Regions from separate parts of the Mus musculus genome. Here region 1 is linked to region 2. The links are chromatin contacts, called in public Hi-C maps. All regions are on one chromosome and are shown on one strand. The core of a region is the stretch at or near the end of the contact, and the rest is flanking DNA. Distances in the headings are between cores, read along the strand shown.

The links. Hi-C and Micro-C count contacts between places; a contact is called where the count stands out from the background.
Region 1: a Hi-C map of the N1E-115 cell line shows a contact between it and region 2, with 2.9 times the contacts expected there. The contact joins two enhancer-like sites. A contact is called at or near these places in 5 of 484 Hi-C or Micro-C datasets (the HPC-7 cell line, the N1E-115 cell line and embryonic stem cells).

The regions. Positions count from the first base shown.
Region 1 is chr17:65,075,131-65,078,606 of GRCm38.p6, forward strand. No RefSeq gene overlaps it. Among named protein-coding and RNA genes, the nearest start is that of Gm35228, 25 kb to the right of the region's middle. Within about 2 kb of position 1,286, at least 6 of the 459 cell types and tissues checked have an H3K27ac peak or open chromatin away from gene starts, as enhancers often do. A contact at or near this core is called in the N1E-115 cell line, where this site is marked.
Region 2 is chr17:64,913,336-64,916,950 of GRCm38.p6, forward strand. It overlaps the pseudogene Gm4701. Among named protein-coding and RNA genes, the nearest start is that of Gm25344, 30 kb to the right of the region's middle. Within about 2 kb of position 1,951, at least 38 of the 459 cell types and tissues checked have an H3K27ac peak or open chromatin away from gene starts, as enhancers often do. A contact at or near this core is called in the N1E-115 cell line, where this site is marked.

The sequences.
Region 1 (3,476 bases), core at 36-2,535, 160 kb after region 2:
CCCCCACCCACACACACACACACACAAACAAGGAAACTATCAGTAGAGGGAGACAGCAGCATAGGAAGTGCCTGAAACATAGGCAGCAGGAAAGCGACACATGGATGGTTATGAACCATAGATGGTGCTCACACTTCCTGTTCCTCAAATATCCATACAAGCTTTGTTCTAAAATTGGCAGCAGCTGAATCCTATATGATAAAGTCTCTATTTTATTTCTCATATTGATCAATAGATGTTCCAATTTCTAATATACTTTAATACAGTTGAAGAAGCAGAGTATACTGACTAGATGTCACTTGACCCAAGGCTATGACATGGGTGAAAATAGAAAACCTACCTGATCATTACTTTCCAGAAGATACTCTGCTGTATATAGTTGTTGGGATAATTTTGGTCAAGCAGTCTGGTATAAGGTAGGGCATATATTTAGCATTTTGATGCATCTGTGAAAAGAGCCTTTAAAATTAAATGAAGCACTTTAAATATTTCATATCTCTCTATTAATTCTGGACCTGAATATATCCTAACATTCTTTAAGCAAAAATCAATTTCATATTACGTTAAAAAAAAGATCTATTTTTTAATCTTTAAAAATATAGGAGCTAAGGAGAAAGCATGAAAGTCTTTAAGACTGGAGCACTGACACCATACTGGAAGAGAAGGGAGGCGCATCTGTGTGTTTGTGTTTAAGAACGGTTAACACATTGAGACTCCAGAGAAACATGTGGGTCTACCCAGTAGACGGTCAGCCAACACTGAGAAATAACTCAAGCCAGGAGAGATTGAAAAGGATTCCACAAAGAGAGGAAAGAAAGAGAAGAAAAAAAAAAATAAGAAGAGACTTCAGACTGTGAAAGGCAAATATTGTTAAAGTTATTTGAAAGCACTCTCTATTTAAAAAAAAAAAAAAAAAAGCAAAGAATAAGGATGCCGCCAGCAGAGAGGAAAAATGCTGTAGGTATAAATCAAAGGTCGGTGGCGAAGCTGCGTCTGTCGGGTGGGGACGGAAGCAGTTGGAGAAAATGACTGCACACGGCTCTCGCCCATAGGCCAGGCTGCGGGGGTGGGCTCTCCAGCGGGAGATCAGTAAATGTTTCTCTGGATTTGCTACCTTACTTCGTGCCACTACCTGAGGGTGAACATTTGATCTGTTATTGTCTAAGGACTGCTTTATTTTTCTAGCTTCATATGATTCCACACTTAGCTTTTTCCCTGATGGGTCTAATGACCCTCGGGCTCGGAGGCCGTTTCTCATCGAAAGGCTATCTAAGTGTGGTCGATTTCATTTTCCGATATAATTCCCACCCAGCGGGGGACCTATTCAGAAAGATCCATCCCTCTATCTTCGGGTCAACAGTCTGGTTCCCCAACCAGAGTGTAAGCCTGAAGGTAAGATATTTTAAGCCACGGAGATGTACTCAAAACAGAGTTAAGAATCCCATCACAAAATAGGACAAACAGAAAGAACCCTGCACTGACTGTGTATTTGTTCATCTGGGGAAACAGTCATCACAGGGACACTTAAACTCTGACATCTCAGGACTTGCAGTGATTTTCGTTGCAGGTTTCAGTGGGTCTGGGTGTTTTGTTTGTTTGGCTTTTGTTGTTGTTGCTGTTCTTTTCATTCTTTTCTTTTCTCAATGTCACTGGATCCTGTCAGCATGTAACAGACCAGAGGTAAGATAGTCAGGGGGAAAGAAATTCCGGCCTGTACAACTTTAGGAAACAGGTACCATACTTCTTGTACCAGGTATTCATTTAGTTTTTATATTTTCCTTGGCTTGCTTTTTTTTTTTTTAGTTGTAATGCATTTTAAACATGTATCTGAGAGAATATAGCATTTAAAATTCATACAAGATGTTTTGTAGATGTGGTTTCTCCTAAAGCTTGCTTTTTTAAATCAACATTTTGCGCCTGAGGTTGCTCCCCCATTGGGGCTGTGGAGCTGTGATGCTTACTAACGCTGTACACTGCAGTTCTTCCGTGGCCTATCACCCCCTGCTTCGTTGACACACGTGGTTGGTCCCTGGCTTTCAGTTTCTATTAGCTAATAAATACTTCAACTAGCAGTCAGAGCTTGCACGTGTACTCATTTTTTGTTATGTGTGTATTTGTATGGCTGTGAGGGATTGATGATCTAAGGATACCACTATGCGTATACACGGAGGTCAGAGGACCGGTGAGAACTGGTTCTCTCGTGCCACTGTGGTGTCAAGAACTATTTCCCCTAAGCTGTCCCATTGGCCAGGCCCCTATGTCCAATCTTTGGTCATTTTAAAAGCCACGCTGACATTTTCTTATGTCTGTGTTGCAGTTACCGTGTTTTGCTTTTTTGTCTATTTGAGATGAGGACTCATTATGCAATTCAGTCTGGTCTAGAACTTGCTATGTAGGTGAGCCTGGGGTTGAACCCTTCTTCTCTTTTTTCTTTTCTTTTCTTTCTTTCTTTCTTTCTTTCTTTCTTTCTTTCTTTCTTTCTTTCATTCTTTCATTCTTTCTCTCTTTCTTTCTTTCTTTCTTTCTTTTTTTTGTGGAGGCTGAACTATTTTATTCATCAACCTATAATAACAGGACTATATTACTGTAACATGCACCCACCTGCTTTTATCTAATCATTCAGAGAAGGGCCTTAATGAATCATGTGGTGGTTTGAATGAGCACGGCTCACGTGGGCTCATACACTTGAATGCTTGGTTCTGTGTGGGGAGGCTGTTCTGCAAGGGTTAGGTGGCATGGGCTTGTTGGGTGACATTTATCACCAGAGATTTCCAGACTCTTAATGCTGCTTCCGTCTCCCAGGTGCTGGTGTGACAGGCATGCGCCTCATGGTGGGATTCGTACTTTTGTAGGACCTTGCAGCTAGCTCCCACTTTCACTTCCTATGTGCTATATTTTGATAAACAAAAAGTAGCAAGTTAAAGGTCTGTATTTAGTCATCTCACTTGCTTTGATTAAAAAAGTAGCTTCCAGACTTTAAGTCATAAATAAACAAATGGCTTCATAATAAATAAATGAATAAATAAATAAATATTATTACTTCTAAAAGTTTTAGAGAATTTTGCTTTTTCACTTAAAGTTAAATATAATTTTAGATTACCGATTTCCCCTCTAAGTCCATCATTGACGGTCTTTCCTTTCCATTCTGGAAAGTATGGGTTTTTCAGTGTATGCCTGGTTGGTTCTCTCAGGGCTCTCCATTTGGAGTCTTTACACGAATGTCATGTTACTTTATTCCCAGTAATTAAAATTTATAATATCTCAAAAAAGAACTGTGTCTCTTCCTTCATACTTACGCATGAGCCATCTTTACTCGGCATCTGTTTAAGTAAACTCACCAATGTTCACAAAGCAGCTCACGGACAACTTCTAGGATGCATTTTCTTCCTTTGAAGTGCAGTTTTAGGAAAGGTGGCATCTTTACATTGTTGAATTTTCCTCTGTGCAGACATGACCTCCCTGTATACCTGGCTCTC
Region 2 (3,615 bases), core at 701-3,200:
GAAAGCCTCTCGTCATTTGGATGACACAGCCTTCCTCCTGCATTCTGAGTGGTGCATGTAGTTCTACATACAACTTCCTGCCTGGCTTATCTCATTAACATCTTAATATCTGTGCAGCCACTGTAATGAGCAGCAGGTCACCTTCCAGGATACTTTGAAGAGCCTCTGTCTGTGCCAGTGACCAGTAACCTTTGTACGCAGGGGAGTTTCCAGCCTTCATCTCTACAGCGTTATTTATTTCATATACTGATCTTTCAGTACTGCTATAAGGGCTTCAGGCCCCCAGTTTACCCTATTCTGTTGTCTCATTGAAGGCAGGATCAAGGGCAACACAGGAAATAGTAGCCACTCCTAGAATGGCTGTTACTTGGTTTTATTTTTATGGATAAGCCTAGCTTTGCTGGGAAGTCATTGCTTTCGACAACCCATTACCTTCAGCTTCTCTCAAAAACTTACCAGTGGTCTGCCCTCACTAGGCTTTGCTGATAGTAAGACAGTAAGTAGATGCAGGCCACTGCAGTGGGAGTCAGAGAGGGTGGAAAGCCTTCTACCTCTGTCTTTCTCCTGTCCGTAGATATGTTTTCTTGGTGGGGGCAGGGTCCACTCTGACCCTTTTATTGTCCCGAGTTTCTGAAAGTTTCTGTTTCCTATGCTTATTGTGACTGGCAGCCATCTCTCCTTGATATGTCTCTTTCAGAGCCTTGCATTCAGGACTTTGTTTAAGCATCTCGTATAATAGCATCGTATAATAGAACAGTTGTAGTGGCTGACGGGGAGCGTGCCTCTGCGTCAGCAGCCTCCTCTGTCCTCAGAAAATCCTGTCCTATGTAAGTGCACTGCTCCTGTGTTTCAACCAGTCAGATGCTCGCAGTCAATGTCATCTTGTCACCTATAAGGGAAAGGAAGGAGGTAAAGTTTTCTCTTTTTGATGACATAAAATTCCTCAAACTGGAGAGAAGGGAAAAAAAACATCCACAGAAGGACAGGAGGAGACAGACAGGGTTTAATACAAAGGAAACCGAGATTTACTCAAAGCTAGGTGATTGCCAAGCTTCAAGCACTTAAACACTTACCAAGTTGGTTATTTGGCACCACGCCACATAAGCATGCAGATAATTGATTTCACCTTTAAATCACTTGACCGTGTCGCCCTGAGGTTTGGGCATCGTGCCAGAGAGGCTCAGCGGGCAAGGCCTCTCTTCTCTGGGCCTTCCAGTGTGCAAGCTCACAGGTGCAAGCGAGTTACAAAAAAAGTTCTTGTCTTGCCTGTGAATTAATACGGGCTTCTATATGTTTCTCATCCCTGGATATAGGCACACCTTTGTTTCTGAAATCCAATAAGGACATTCTTCATGGAGATAATTAAAAGCCTGTGCCCTCAGCCAACAAACAGGCGATAATCCAAAAGTTCAATATAGAGAGGTTCGTCTTCAAAATTGATACATCAGACACAGAACGAGGATGCAGATACGGGAGATCACAGTGGAAATTGCCTGCTAGTCCCCTGAAGAGCAAATTGTTTTATTGACTTTTCCTCAACATCTTTCTTGTTCTGCCTTGTAGGGATTTTTTTCCTTCTTTGCATTTACAGGAGAAAAAAAAAAAAAGGATCAAGTGACTTGTAAGGCTGGAAACAAAGACCTTGACTAGCAGTCTGTCTTGCTGGAGGCAGAGCCAACTTTGATGTTGTCCTGTTTAATTACAGTGGAGCCTTCCACAACCTCTAAGTAAAAGCCAGCTCTGGCCTTTCCTTTCAGAAAGTGGCAGAGAGTGCAGGCAGGCACATGGTGACATCTTGGCCCTTCTGTAAGCAGGAACCTAAGATGTTCCTGCCAGGAGGAAAGGCTTGAGGGACCTCTGACCCTGCTCAGATGTTGCAGGCTGGGTCTGGCAGAGACACAGCGAATTTCTTGAGAATGTCTGGGCTACACACCAGACAAGGACAAGCCCAGCTCCTTTCAAGACTTAATCAATTCAAAAAAGGCAAGCAGCCTCGTAGCTTTGTGAGACAAAGGGAGTCTCTAAGTCAAAGAAAAGTGCTTCCGCTCGCTCTGAAGTCAGAAGTCATCCTTCCCCATGGGCTGGGATGTTTCCCATTTGCTGGAGAAAAGCAGAGACCTAAAAAGTCATCAATGCTTTACAAACTGTGACTCTTGCGTGTTTTCTCTGACTCTCTTCCTTCTGATTGATTCTTCTTCTTTTTTTAAAAATATTTTTCATATTCAACTGTTACTTTTTTACCCGTTCTATTATTACTTTGTAAAAATCTTTATCACACAAGACAGGAAATACTCGTGGAGTTAATGACCAATAGTGACATAGGAAAGCCTGCTTCCCCAGCCCTCTGGAGCACAGTCTAATATTTTTGCTTGGGAACAGCAACAGATAAATACGAAGCCCTGCCTCCCAGAAGGAACATCATAGTGTGCTCACAGGGTCCTCCTGGCTCTTACCAAGCTGTTGCTACCCCCAAATCGTGATGAGCTCATAAATGTTTAGCAAATCATGGTAATGAATGTGGTGAGGCCAGAAATAGCCAGCAAGTGTGTTTTTGTAATCATGCATCATTTAGTGCAAAGATGACTCTTGGATGTTTTGGCAAATTAATTTGTATTGCACATCTGAGAAGGGAGAGAGCAGCTGGGCAGCAGTCTTCAGAGCTGCGAGCTGCTTAGAGCCACTAATAAAGTTACATAGTTGCTGCCTCCTGGGGGGAGGGGTAGTGCCACTAGGCACAGGGGCTTTTTTTTTTTTTTTTTCTTTTCTTTTTGCTGTTTCTCCATAGGGTTTCAGCCTGTCCTTCTCCAGCGATTCCGACTGTTTGGCCTCTGCAAGTCACCAGCTTTAGTGCAGCCACAGACTGTCTCTAAGATGGACCTGAAACATCTGCTGTTAAGCCAACGGCTTTGCATTTTCTTCAAATGTAGACCCCTGGATAGTCATGTGAGCCAAATATCACCCTGGTCCCAATCAGTCTCTCACACTTGAGCCTTTGTGTACTCCCACATAAAAGACCTTACAGAGCCTAAGCATTCGCTGTGGATTGATTTAAAGACAGATGGTGTAGAAGAGAATGGCCCTAGGTTCTCTCCTGAGGTGAGGGTTGGAAAAAGAAGGAAAGAGAGAGACTTAAGGAGCATCTAAAATATTAGACTCTCTGACCTTTGTCATCCCAGCAACCTCCAAAGTGGCAAGGTTACATCCCATCACACCCCAGTCCATAGATGCTGCTGTGTTCCTCCCATGTTTCTGTCCTCCTCGTTCTGTGGCTATCCAATCCTTTTCTCTCTTTTAAAAAGTAACAGGAATAAACTCTTTCTAGGCAAGTCATCTTTTCCTCCTTGTTTCCCCTAGGCCTGCCCCTTCTGTAATGCTCAATTCTCAGAACTATCCTCACTCCTTGGCTCAGAAAACAGAAACGTGGGAGCAGAAAACGGAGAAAAACCAGAAGGTCTTCATTAGCAGATGAGAAACAGATTGGGAACAGGCTTGTAACAATTGTTTCTGTGCTCACAGTCTTTGAGTACACTCGACTTTCTTCCAAAAAAATACCGCCAAACCAATACTGATTTCTGCCACTTGGGGGAGCTGTGGCACACCAGGCACGGAGAAGGC